Linked DNA regions of Sus scrofa: region 2 is linked to region 1. Evidence: chromatin contacts called from public Hi-C data. All regions are on one chromosome and are shown on one strand. Each heading gives the region's core, a stretch centred on a gene start, on an enhancer-like site or on the middle of the called end of the contact. The rest is flanking DNA. Distances are from core to core; before and after follow the strand shown.

Region 1 (7,465 bases), core at 2,435-4,934:
TGGGGGAGAGGGGAGAGAGGGGACGGATGGATGGACGGGGAGTTTGGGGTTGGTAGATGCAGACTGTTACATTTAGAACAGATCGGGGGGTGGGGTCCTGCTGTACAGCACAGGGAACTGTGTCGGGGTTCTGGGTTAGGACAAAAAAAAAGAATGGGTGGGTATGCGTGGCTGGATTCCTTTGATGCACAGTAGAAATTGAAGGAACATTGTAAATCAACTATACTTTGATAAAACATTTAACAAGGTCCACGCATTATTCAGGCTGGAGGAATACTGGAATAACGGAGAGAGAGGCGAACAGGGGAGTGTTAAGAACTGAGCTCTGGAATTATGTTAGCATCCTGTGCCTCAGTTTCCTCATCTGTAAGAAGCAGGTAATATCAAGGCCTACCTCTCAGAACTGCTGGGATGATGATATGAGTTAATACACATGAAGTACTTAGGACAATGCCTGGAACACAGTAAATGCTTAGTAAGTGTTCCCATTACTCCTGATGTCAGGAGGCAGGGGTCTGGCTCTGGGCCATCACCAACAAGCTGTGTGACCTCACTACCCTCAGTGGCTTTAGCTTTGTTGTGGGGAAGATGTGGGCGCTGAAGGAGATTATTTTTAAGAGGGTCTCTTATTAGTAAAGCGGAATTTTATATATCCAAGCAGTGACCTTTAAGAGAACAAAGCAATGAAGCCCTTTAACCTCAAGATACTCAACAGCTACAATCTGAGAGCCTCATGAAAAGTGAGGAAGAAGCAGCTCCACCAGTCCCGGCTCTCCTAGTAAATCAGGTTTTAATTTTGAAGCTTAACTGTGTACTTCATATTTCCATAAAACAGGGAAGAAATTAAACATACATATGGCTAGATTTTATTTAGCCACATATATGGCTGTTGCTGTGACGAAGCCAGCAAAGCTCCTGTTTTCTGCGTTACAGTCGGACCCAGGCTGGATGGAAGGAAAGCCACGCAGCAGAAATAACAGTGAATTGCAGCCTGCCAGCTGGTGTCACCTGGGTAGAAATACGCTCGCCTCTTCCAGTGGGGAAGGCACCATTAGGAAAATTCTCTGGTGGCTGTAATTCTGTGACATACATGGAAGAAGACAGGCTTTGGTCAGAGCCTGTGGGAGTGCTTTCCTCCAATGTCCTTCCTGAGGAAGAGCAGTGATTTCAAACCCCAGCAGACCTCACCAATCACCTGGGGAGCCCTGTAAACCCCACAGCCCAGGTCACACACCACACCAACTAGGTCAAAATCTTTGGAAGTGGGGCTCCGGTAACGGAATTTTTTTTTTTTTTTTTTTTTTTTTTTTTTTTAATGCTTTGTAGGTGGTTCTAACGTGTAGGTGGTTCCAACGTGCAGCCAAGATTGAGAACTTTTGAATTCAGGGTCTTATCTGGGCAGCACCATATGTTCGTGCTGGCTCAGCATGTGGACCCTGAAAAGAAGAAGCATTCCACAGCAAGATGTCTGTATAGAGGGTCACAGAGGGACGTGGGATGAATACTCAGTTACTTGGTTCATGTAGAAAAATCTGGAAAGTGAATCCTATCACCAAGGCAACAGCTTGACCGCAGTGGTCAGGGTGACCGCAGAGTCTAATCCTAGCAGACCTGAGTTCAAATCCTGTGATTTGGGTCTGTGAGCCACGTGCTCATGAGCAAGTCTCTCCCAGGAGCCCACAGGAATGCCGCTGCTAAGGTCAAGGGCCTGACCCACAGTGGATGCAGCTCTTAATCCTTTTTCTTATCACCAGACTGGGAGTCTGGGAGCTCCGAACCCATCCCGACAGCCCTAGGACTCGTCTCAGTTTCAGTGTGACTACCTTTCATATGAAGGCTCCAGAACCCAGAAAGCTACACTGGACTCTGAAACTGTTTGGAGCAAGAGCTCTAAATGGCCAAGACATCCTCCCTGAGAATCAAGGACAGACTGCCTGATGATCGGCCAGCATTAGCTGGAGTCACCTGTTCTCTGGTGCTGACGGCAGTGACCACATCCACGTCATTCAGAGTCATGTGAATGGTCCAGACAGGGGAAAAAACGTGCTTTCCGGTGAGGTGAGGCAATCAAACAGAAGCACAACACCTCTCCAGGCCTGTTTTCTACAAATGCCCTTTGGGGAGCCCTCTCTTCTGGCTGCGCTGGCCTGTTGTGGGCAGGGAGGCCACTGTGTGGTCAGAATGTGTCCCACAGGCCCCTGCCACCTGCCTCCTAAGAGCAGGAGAGCAAAGCCTGAGGGGGAAACCAGCCTGAGGGACACAGCACCCTGAATGGCAGGAGCTCCTGAGGTCCCCTCTGTGCTGGGTTTCACAGAACTCTCCCTCTACCCCGCAGCCTGGAGAACTCCTCAGCGCAGCTGTGCCAGCGCGTCTCCCTGGGCAGGGGTCCTTGGTCAGACCTGACACTCCTCGGGCCAATGACGCTACCAAATCCCACTGACTGATGGCTTCTGGCTGGCCATGGAAGGCCTTTAACCAACGTGGCTACAGGGAATTTATCCATAGCTCTGGACCAATTTAAGGTGGGAGGAAAAACCCAGTCTGTTGAGAGGCTGGGAGCTGTCATATCCACATGCGGATACACAGGGAAATTTCTGCTTCCCAGAATAACTGCGGAAGGATGGAGTTTGGGAGAGGAACTCCCCGCAGGAAGCAGGAAGGGTGGGTTTAAGCCTTCACATCTCCAACAGGACCCCCTTCAAATTTTGGTTTAATTTCATCAGCATCACTGACATTTCATACTCAAAATTCTGAATGGGCAGGGAACACAGCATTCTAGCCTCTAGCCCGGCAGTATACTCGCTAAATGTTTAAAATACTATTTGTTGACAACCAGGTGGTTTTCCGTCACTCACCATGTGTGAGCTCTGGGCAGTTTCTCAGGACTTCCCCATTGCTCTATTGTAAACAGCTGAGGACCATTGGAACCTAGATGAAAGAACAAAGAAAAATAGACGCTTAGAGGGCTCAAGGCAGAGGAACATGGTGAAGGAGGGGATAAAGGAAAGGGAGGGGCGGGGGGCCCGAGACCCCCTCTGAGGCTGTTTAACAACGGGGCAAGCAAGGGGTCTGCACAACCTCATGACACAGACTCTGTGCCACTGTCAGACTGGAATCGCGCCAAGCTGAACACAACAGACGTGACAACATATGGACATGCGGACATCTACAGCCTTTCAGTCCAACCCGTGAAGTTTAAATTTCGAACTACTTCTGGGGGGAAAAAAATGAAACATGACCTTGAATATGCCTCATGGAGGGAAGGAGTGCCTTAAATATTCTGTTTACAAACACAGGAATGATTCTGCAAAATCCGGTTGTTTGTGAAGATATACCAAAAAACAAAACTCCCCCCCCCACCAAAAAAAAGAAAAGACCAATGTTAGGACTCTCTGCATGAAAACAAAAAAGACCCCCTCCCCTGCCCCTTCATGTAAAGGGAACTACACACACAGCTGAGAGGAGGGCACATTGCCCCATCTCTTCAGGGTCCGTGCAAAGTCCACTTGTCTAGGGGCCTGGAGGCACTCTTCTCGGGCTGCAGCTGATGCCTGGCTAGAGGAGAACAAAATCTAAAGGTGTCCTGCTCACCATAAAGCTCGGCAAATCCATTCATAGGTACTCGGGACGTCCCGGTGACGAACTGCAGTAACCGGATCCGCTTCTCGGCGTCCATCAGCAGCACAGCCTATGAACGGAGGCAGAAGGTCAGGTGAGCCCATGTGACACATGGCCCGTGCTGCTGTGATGCAGACAGGCAAAACAACCTCACTACCCTGCAGCCGAAGATCTAGACCATTGACCCTAAAAGCGGTTTCCTACGGTCACCACAGTACTGGCCTCTGTGATCTCAGAGAGCGAGAGATCACAAGGTCTCTTTCTTCTTCTGCCAACTGGTCAAAAGAAGTGGTGTTCAAAGCAAACTCACTAATGGCCCTGAGCTCAGGTTTCTGTATGAGGCTTGCCAGTGGCCCCCGGCCAACTATAAACATAGACAGTTTGAGAAGTGTTGACCCAGGGGGAACCCAGGTTATGTGGTGGGATTGCTGACTATAGACAAATTCTCTAAAGATAACATTTTATAAAAAGAAAGAAAAACAGAGGCCAGGGTAGCCTCTGAAATAATCTGTGTATCTTATGTATCTGAATTATTCTAAGAATCGAGTTGCCTTCACTGGTAAAGCCCCTTGAATTGAAATAAAAAATATTCAAACTTAAAGCTGAGCGAGACTTGGATGAGGATTTGGGGATTTGAAGGTTCTGTTTTTCTTTTCTCTATGTTTCGCTATTGGCACCTGAAGTATTATTAGTAACACAAATAAATAATCAGCTTTTCTTCCCTGTGACTATTCTTTCCTCAGTTTACCATCTCTCCCTTGGACCCACCCCCACTTTCTCTGTCACTTCTCTCCTAAGCTGAACAGGATGCAAACACTGGCCTTCAGAGAGCACAGCAGATTTTATCTGTATCTTTGATTGAAAGATGTAAAGATCATAATGTTTGTTGAAATTAACCAGGGGGAAAAAAAAAAAATCTGGGAAAAGGGTTTTTTAATCCAAAGTGGCATCTTAGAAAAGTCAGTCCCAAAGCATGTTTTTGCCCTGAGAAATCTCCCATTCTTGGTTACACTTTGGAGGATTAGTTCCAATTCTTGAATCTCGCTTTTCAGAATCATCCTCCTGAATGATATCCTCAAACAAAAGCATGTTAATCAGGTGGCTGCTTCAAGACTGCTGTCTACCACAGTTACAGAAGAGCAGCAGGATGGGCTGCTTTGGATTCAGCCGGCTCTTCTCTCCCAGCAGGCCAGGTGCCAGCAGCGCCCCGACTTCCAGCAGCAGGACCGTGGGAAGCAGCACAGGGCCCCCTACCCGACCCAGGAGGAGCAGCAGGGACCGGTCCTGGCCTTACCTTCCAGAACCACTGAATCACAGGGTGGTTTGGGCAGTAGCCATTCTTGTAAATAGAATGTTGTCGCCAGTCGTTCACATCCACATCACCAAGGCCGCACATCAGCAACTGGGAGGGAGATGGACCAGAGTTAAAGGGGGCACTCCTCGAAAGCCAAAGAAACACACGCAGAGATAAGGCCCTTCCTCAAGGACAGAGCCACGGTGTGTGCCAAGCAAGACAGGCCAGTGATGCACAGATACAAACGAAGGGAGGGACATGTGTTCCAAAGCCTCCCTGCTGCAGATCAGACAGCAGCGGTAACAGGGGCCCGGTCTAAAACCTGTATGGCTACCCATCTCCCACGGGAAGTTCCAAGGCCAGATCGCCTTCCCTGCCCGCTAATCTCAGCACCTCGCTCAGGGATCTTCTCACACTGCATTTACATCTGCTCATTATTTTGGCTGTTTCCCCTTCTGAGAGGTTACTTGTCTCAAGATGTGAAACCACCTCCCCACTCACAAAAGAACTCGAGTTTTATGACAGTAAGAACGCATCTCCCCCAGATCCATCGACCCAGGTGAGGGCGGCAAACTCATGTGCCCAGAGGTCCGTGGCTGCACCAGCACTAACGCAGTAATCGCTTCTCTGACTTACAATCTTAGGTCCACTTTTCTTATTACCGAACCCTCTGAAGGGCAGGTTTCCTGTGGACAAATGCATGATATTCCTGCAGAGGCACCAGAGTAAAATGCAAAAAAAACTAAACTAGAGGCTCGAAAGCTGGGTTCACAGGCCTGACTGTGCCAAAACCCTGCTGGGTAACCCTGCGAGGTCATTAACTGCTCCCGCCCTCAGTTTCTATCAAACCAAGGGCCTCTTCTGCATGATGCCTATGACGTCATCTATCTGGACTTTTGCCTCTTAAGGTAGAAGAACAGAAAGCCCATCTATGGGAACACGTCATTGGACGTGGTCTGGACAAATGGCAACGGAGTCCTATCAGATGGCCTCTTAACAGACACAGCCTTCCTTCTGCTGTTCCTTTCAACACAAAGGCAGAGAGATCCCTCTGCTTTTGAAATTCCCAATTCTCATCCACACCAACACCAAGCAGCTGGCACAAGCTAAGCTGGTGCACAAGGACCACCACCTTGCTGCTTTCGACCTGCCTTCTTACTCTACACAGCCCACTTCGAGTTCATCGAGACCCCTCTCTACAGCCCCTCGTGGACGCCCGCACTCGCTCCTGGCCAAGTCCCCACTCGGATGCCATGGGTGGGTGTGTGGAAGTGCAGGGCCCTCAGCCGGCCGCGCCCTGGGAACAGGGTGCTGCCACCCCAGCTCTACTAACAACAGCAGTTTTCCCCTCATGGTGCACCAGCTCAGAGCCCCCTCCCCGCCTGCTATGTCCCTCTCCTGGGCCAGGAACCTACAGGTGACCACTTCTGCTATTCCCCACTCCCCGATCAGCAATCAGGCAAGCCCCTAAAAGACCTGAATTAGAAAGTCATGTAAGCTTACTCGCCGGGACATTATGAATCTAGAATATTAAAATATCATCTGTGAGGTAATGAGATACTTAAAAAATCTCCTTTACACAAATGTTTACAAACCTCCAGCTCATTTTCGTCAAAAATTTTAATCAAATCAATAGGAAGCAGTTCCGTGAATCCCTGAAAGGAAAAAAAAAATCATTCTTAACACCTTTTTCCTTGAAAGAGACATTTCACAGGATAAACTTTTTTCAGTTAGCTAGAAAAATACATTGTTCACTGATGATTTGCAGCTATCAGTAGTTGGTAATTTCAAATAAAAACAGCATAGTCACAATGTAAAATTTTGAAAAGCAGTAGACTCAAGCAGATTCAGGCACTTGAGTAATTTTTGAAACATTATGAAAATAGGGGTTGCTGCAGGCAGGTGGATTCCAAAAGCCACTTATGACACACCACTGTGACTCAGGGTGTCCTCAGAGGCACAGGCATGCAAGTGAGCCATTCGAGAATAAGGTCTGGGAGGCATACAGATGAAAGAGGAGAGGAAGCAGCGTGGTCAGGAGAGAGGAGACAGGGAGTACAGAAAACCTGCCCCAGGTCCCAGGTTAGTGATCACTGACCAATGCGGTGACCCAGCACGGACGCTCCACGTTGCCCAGCCTGGTGTGTGGCTGGTTTCTGAGTGTGTGATTACCTGGGTGGGCCAGGTGGGATGAAACCTGCTGTTCTTGAGTGCGTCTAACTCGCAGGTTACACCCTACGTCCTGGAATTTTTTTTGAGCGTTCTGCCTGGGTTGGCGCTTTGTTCACCATGTGCAGGGAGCTGAGCTGGGGTGGGCTTAAGAGAGCATCGGCCAACAAGAACTCTGCCTTGGTTCACTGGAAGCTTATAATGTAAACCTGGGGCTTTAATACCCGTCATCAGGATTTTAAAAGGAATTGCACTTTGGGTCAAAGGGAGCTATTTTTAAAAACCCCTACTTTCTGCAATGGGCTTCTCCTCAGGTCCTGGGAGCATCGCTGACATCAAGCACTTGAATCTGAGAAGTACGTGCTTCTCCCTTGAATAGGGTGG
Region 2 (6,500 bases), core at 2,903-5,402, 270 kb after region 1:
AGAGAAGCACTTTATGCCACAACAGACTCTTTTGATGTCGTCCCATATTTACTGAATCTCGCTGATTCCTTCTCTCCTATGGTACGGGTGATTTGATACTCAACTCCATCACAGATACATCAACAATACATTTGAATACACCCTCCCCCACCTACTGCAGCATCTCCTTCTGTTCCTGGGCTGGCCCATCAACACTCAGGCAACCCTGGTCACCACCAGTCTAGGGCTCCCCCCAGGCCACCATCCCCCACTCCACCTCCTACACAGCCTCTTCTTTGCTCGCTAATCCTACAGATTATTGCCAAACCCAGTCAACTCCATTGCTATTAACACCTGACCCTGTGTTCAGTACTACTTAAAATACCAATCAGCCTAGTGCAGGCTGCCCCTCTATACACACACACACACACACACACACACACAACTGTGAGTTCAGACACCAGTCCACAGCCTTCTCTTTCACAACCATCTGGTCAATGACCACACTACGGTGATTTCTGGATTTTCACAGTGGTTCTGGACCTTCATATTAACAACCCTTACTGAGAACCTACTATGCATCAAAAACTTAAATTCTGAATTACTGCACCTCTTCCTTGGCCTCCTGCAACAAACTGCGATGCAGAAAAGCATCAAAATATATGGGGTATGGATGATTAACAGGGACCTACTGCCTAGCACAGGGAACTCTTCTCAGTATTCTAGATAACCTATATGGGGAAAGAATCTGAAAAAGATTGAGTATGTGTATGTGTATAACTAGATCATTTTGCTGTATAGCAGAAATTAACACAACATTGTAAATCAACTATACATCAGTAAAATTTTTTTAAATGAAAAAAATACATGTGTTAAAAGTAATGGAGTCCAGATAAACTCTGTGGGAAAAGAAACAGGAAGAAAACAGATGGGCTGGGCAGCCCAGAGCCTGCAGAGCAGTTTTCAAAGGGTTTCTTCCCTCCACTGCTTCTCTGGGCCTGAAGGAGCAGTTGGGTCCAGTGGAGTGGACGTACCGGCATAATTTCAAGAATCATTTTGGGAGAGCACACGAGGAACATACATTTGGCAAAAGAAGGACTCCCCAAAGCCAAGGTCATTAGTCACCAGAAAATGACACTTAGGAAAGTTATGAAGTCCCCTGGAGAGGTTTTTAAAAAATTGATGAGATTCTAATCTCTCTGTCTGGTTGAGGTGGGGCCTGAACTCCCTAACAAAGCTAAAGTTCAAAGTCCTTTGGTAGCTGGAGAGTCAAGGAAATTTATACTAATTCACCTGAAGCAGGGGAGGGGTGTGGAGGGGACAGGGCAGGATCCCAAGATATTCCCCCTTTCCCCTACTGAACCAAGGTCCCCCGTATGGAAAACAGTGCCCTTGGCCTTGGCGCCTGCCAGCCCTGGCCACCATGCAATGATAGCCAGCAGGTGCAGCCACACCAGCTCACAAAGTGCCAGCTACCTGAAGGAATGCCTCACACCCATCTCAGAAAAAGATGCCCGGGGCCTCCCTTCACTACTCCTCAGTAAGTATATAGTCAAAGCTATCTAGCTATCTAACATCTAAAATGCATTCTATCAGCCCAAATAACTGGTCCTCTTAATGTCTACTTCTAAGCACCAGAACAAAGATTTCAAACAAGTAGTTAAAATTTATCAGAAACATAAAAGACTGTGGCACAGGCCGGCAGAGCAAACCACAGGTAAACGGATGTCTTGATTCCAGAATGAAAAGGTACCATCCCCTCACACAGAGTGCTGTGTTATTCAGCTCTTTACATTGAAATCATCATCAAATCCTTTTAACCAGCAAATAATGAAGCATTATAAAACCTACAAGAAAACTCGTCTTCCTTCCGAGGAAGGAAGGAAATGACTTAACATTTCTACTCAATATTCAGTATCAGAAAGAGACTTATGCAGATAAACTGCATAGAAAGAAATTGCTATCCCAGTAAAGCTTCACTTCTCACTATACAATTTAAAAGAACTATTTCACAGATGCCCGCCCCCCTTTTTTTCCTTAGAGAAAACCAGGTCACAACTTTCGGTGTTCATACATTTTAAATTCATTCATTTTCTTCCCCCATCCCCCAAGCAACATCTCCATTGAAGAAATTCAATCAGGCCCATTTAGACTTGCTCCTCAATAAAAGGTTACAACCCTAAGGTTTGAACAAAATCCTTCCAGAAAGAAGAAAACTAGGTCAGTTACATTAGAGATGAATTGCTAATTCAAGAATCTCAAGGTAATGTCAAACTATTATGACTCTGGATCAATCTGCAGAAAACTAAAACTAAAAGGCCCCAGGAAGGTCAAATGTCCTCTCCCTCTAAGAAAAAAAGTCTTACCAGGTGGCATTAATTCCTTAAATGCAAGACGTCTCATTCAGGCGAATACACTAAACATTAAAGGTGAGATAAAGCTGGAAAACTCAAGGGCACAGGCAGCTCTGAAGAGAATGCGGAAGTGGTGGCCGCCACCAAGGGTAACTTTCCACTGCCAGGCGACAGGGCAAAGGAGAGCGGCTTTAACTCACCTTCCAGCCAAGTGCAGCCCAGGTGTGCGCATGTCTGAGGAGCCCTGCCCTGGTCCCATCTCATGTCCCATCGCAGGTGCCTCAGGAACACCAGCTGTCAGGATCCCTCCGCCTTGGGTAAATGCTTGGAGGTACACCCTGTCTTAGAATAAACCTTGTCATGTCCTCTTTTCCCTGTGCAAACGCTCCTCTTCTGCCACTTTCTGTTTATGCAAAGATACAGCTGGACGGAGGAGGTTTCGCAGAAAGCACCTGCATCATTTGACTCAGGACAGACGCCAGTCTCCTTATATGTGTGAGACCCTCAGGAGAGCATCTAGTCAAGGGGCATTTCAATGCTCACCAGCTTCTCACAGCCATCAGATAGCGAGATCTTCAAATACCCAAAATGTGGATGCACCTTTCTTCTAAGAAAGAACTAACAATCCACGGCACACTGGCCTACTCTCACAAAAAGTATAAAATTAAGTTGATGTTGTGGGCTGAATTGTGTGTGGTCCTGCTCCAGCTCCAGCCCCACCCCCAAATTCCAATGTTGAAGCCCTAACTCCCTGCCCCTAGGGGTGTGACTCTATTTGGAGATAAGGCCTTCAAAGACCTGACTAAGTCACGTTGAGGCCATGAGGGGTGGCCCGACTCCAATCTCACTGGTGTCCTTTTAAGAGGAGACGTGGACATGGAAAGACACCAGGGACACACAGAAGAAGGACCACGTGTGGACAAAGGGGGACAGACGGGCATCTGCACAAGCCAAGGAGGAAGGCCTCCCGAGAATCAACCCTGGTGGCACCATAAACTTGAACTTCTAGCCTCCAGAACTGTGAGGAATCAACTGCTGTTGTTGAAACCATCCAGTTCGTAGTATTTTGTTATGGCAGCCTGAGCAAACTAAAAGAGCAGGAAAGAGAAAACAGAAGTGACCAATTACTTAACAAGTGAGATAGAAGTATAAGACTTCTTTCTAGAGTGATCAAAACAGTCTTCAGATGTGTGATGGGGCCCTGGGGACACAACAGCCTGACCCACAAACCACATTCCCAGCCTGATCCCTCTCACAGTGCTTGGCCAGAGGGCAGCATCCTCGCTCTGTGACTGCAGAGAGATCTGCCAGGTGAGGTGGGCCTGGGAGGATGGGTAAGATTTGCTGGCAGAGAAGACAAGGGACAGCAAAGAGAGGCCACATGCATCCAGAGGACATTCAAACCCCAACTGAGAAAAAAACAACAAAAAACCTGAACAATGGACAAGAGGAATCAACCCCACAAGATCAAATCAGCAAATACACATGAAATATTGGCCCATCTCCCTCATCACCATATTCAAATTAAAATATATGATTTAATTTCCCTTAAATAGGGAAAACTCAACATTTAAATGTTCAGTCTGTGTATACAAACATGAGCACATTTAGAAAATGGTAATTCATAGACAGGGGCACTGCTGCTTAGGGGGAGAGAGAAGTGACCTGGCCAAGGTCACAGGGTGGGAGAGGCAGAGGTCAGGCAGAAACTCAGGTCTTTCTAGAACAGTGCTTCTCAACTGGGGTGACTACCGTCAAAAGGACATTTGGCAGCGTGCAGGAGTTTTTGGCTGCCACCATGTGGGGATCTGCCACTGCTATCTATTGGGTAGAAGCCAGAGATGTGACAAACATCCCACAACTCACAGGTCAGCCAGCCCAACAGTCAACAGTGTCGCCCTAGGGAAACCCTGTTCTAGAAACCACATTCTTGCAACCTTTCTGAAATAATTTATTTTTTTTTTAATTACCAAAACAGGAGTTCCCATTGTGGTTCAGTGGGCTAAGAACAAAACACAGTGTCCATGAGGAGGTAGGTCTGAGCTCTGGCCTAAGAGGGTTAAGGATCTGGTGTTGCTGTGAGTAGCAACACATCTGCAGACACAGCTCAGATCCCGAGTTGCTGTGGCTGTGATGTAGGCCAGCTGCTGCAGCTCCAATTTGATCCCTAGCCTGGGAACCTCCATACACTGCAGGTGCGGCCCTGACCCCCCCCAAAAAAAGTTACTAAAACAGCCAAAGGCATACAGAGGGAAGAGACAAAGTCACAGCTATCAAATCATACTGCAGAACATTCCATTTCTAAACAAGAGAAACCTCCCAGTCCTCACGCCTCCAGCACCAGCCTAAGCTCACAGGGCTCCAGCTGGATCCTGATTCCCAGCCTTCCCCACAGGTCCTCCTGGCCTCCTGCCTCCGACCACACCTACCTGGTCAACCCTCCCACCCACCTCTGCTCCACACATCCTTGTTAGAAGGTCACACAATCTGTAGGGACCAGTGGAAAATGAAAATGTGGGCCCTTTGTCCAAAACTTGCAAGACAGAAATTTCGAGAGCATTAAACCAAGCACAGAGCTGTCACCCAGTCAAAAGTGTGGGGCTGGTGTGACTGCAGCCACGGAGCACCAGCCCCTCGCCCTTCCCAGCCTCTGTACCACGTCCTTCATTTTCATCCTTTTCCAAAGTGCTCCCACCACTTTAGCGTCACACCCGAAGCTTAGCTCAGAACAGAGGACAGGCCCAGGGTGGCCAGGGCTGAGTCCTATGCTGGAACTTTCCACCACAGCCTCCACACCCCTGGCCCCTTCACTTACCACGAAGAGCCCTCCATGCCAGTCACCCAACCCTCCCCTCTTCAAAGGGGACTCTGGAACCCAGGTCATCACCTTCCTCGATGGCTCAAACCCATCATGACCCTAAGTGATGTCAGGCCCCAGACCCACGGGCGCCCTCGGTGCACAAATGGCCACCAGAGCCCCAAATATCTCCACCCACCTTCTACCTCAGCCACCCACAGCCACACTGGACTTCATTACTACCCAGAAATGCTCCGTCTCTGAAAACCCCAACACCAGGGTCCCCGACTCAATTTTCAGGTCCTTCTAGCGCCCCTTTCTGAGATCAACAGACCAACACTGGGATAAGAGCTGAGATTAACTCAAAAGTCAACTAGAATGTTAATTATCAAAAGTCTGGCACTGGTTCAACACTTTCATACATTCTTCTGGTCCTCGACAGAACCCTCCCATTCCGTTTTCCAGGGAAAAAACAATGCTGAGAGGGTTTGAGAAAACTGGTCTTGGTGGACCTGTCAGCCAGTAGTCCAGGCTCAGGCACTTGATCACAAAGCAGAATTGTTTCCGCCTGAGTCTATGCAGAACACTTTCAAACTGACCCATCATCAAAAGAATGCAAATGAAAAACAACAGTGTATGTTTTCAACCCAGCAGACTGACAAAGAGCAAAAAGAACCACGACCAGATTAGTGACAGTGTGGAGGAGACAGGTACTGTTAGAAAGAAAATTAAAAACGGATACCGTATTTCTAGAGGGTAATTTGATGAAATATATGAACAGTCTTGAAGAGCAAAGAGTTTGATGCAAACAGTTCACTTTTTGCAGAAATATCTAGATGTATTTACATGAATATTCATTAAGAGAAAAAACCCAAATACTTTGGTAATTATCATCTGGGACTGATTGAATCAGAGTAATAACTGTCATCACTAATACAACCATCAACAGGTACTGTCACAGCCAAAGTAAAGTGCTTTTATCTTGACAGAGTCTCACCTAGTCCTCACAACTCGGTAGATTTTGCAAATGAAGGAAACGCTGCCTAAATGGTTAAATAAACTGGCCACTCATACATTCAATGAGTAGTTCAGCTGCAACATGACTCCAGAATCTGTACCTTAGAGAAAGAGGGTGTAGAGCTGTATTTATTAACATGGAAAGATGCTCAGGATGTACTTTTTTCTTTTTCCATTTTACACTTGCACCTGAGGCACACAGAACTTCCCACTCTAAGGGTGGAATCAGAGCTACAGTTGTGGTCTACACCACAGTCACAGCAACACTGGATCCGAGCCACATCTGAGACCTACGCCACAACTTGAGGCAATGCCAGATCCTTAACCCACTGAGCGAGGCCAGGGATCGAACC

The links. Hi-C and Micro-C count contacts between places; a contact is called where the count stands out from the background.
Region 2: a Hi-C map of liver shows a contact between it and region 1, with 2.3 times the contacts expected there. The contact joins two enhancer-like sites. A contact is called at or near these places in 2 of 47 Hi-C or Micro-C datasets (embryonic fibroblasts and liver).

Annotation. Positions count from the first base shown.
Region 1 is chr1:162,371,362-162,378,826 of Sscrofa11.1, forward strand. NEDD4L (E3 ubiquitin-protein ligase NEDD4-like) reads right to left here. Exons shown (of 32, transcript XM_021073866.1): 28 at 6,508-6,567; 29 at 4,913-5,020; 30 at 3,592-3,688; 31 at 2,856-2,928. Among named protein-coding and RNA genes, the nearest start is that of MIR122, 45 kb to the left of the region's middle. Within about 2 kb of position 3,685, at least 10 of the 83 cell types and tissues checked have an H3K27ac peak or open chromatin away from gene starts, as enhancers often do. A contact at or near this core is called in liver, where this site is marked.
Region 2 is chr1:162,636,484-162,642,983 of Sscrofa11.1, forward strand. The region is part of intron 1 of NEDD4L (E3 ubiquitin-protein ligase NEDD4-like); the gene reads right to left. Among named protein-coding and RNA genes, the nearest start is that of NEDD4L, 97 kb to the right of the region's middle. Within about 2 kb of position 4,153, at least 6 of the 83 cell types and tissues checked have an H3K27ac peak or open chromatin away from gene starts, as enhancers often do. A contact at or near this core is called in liver, where this site is marked.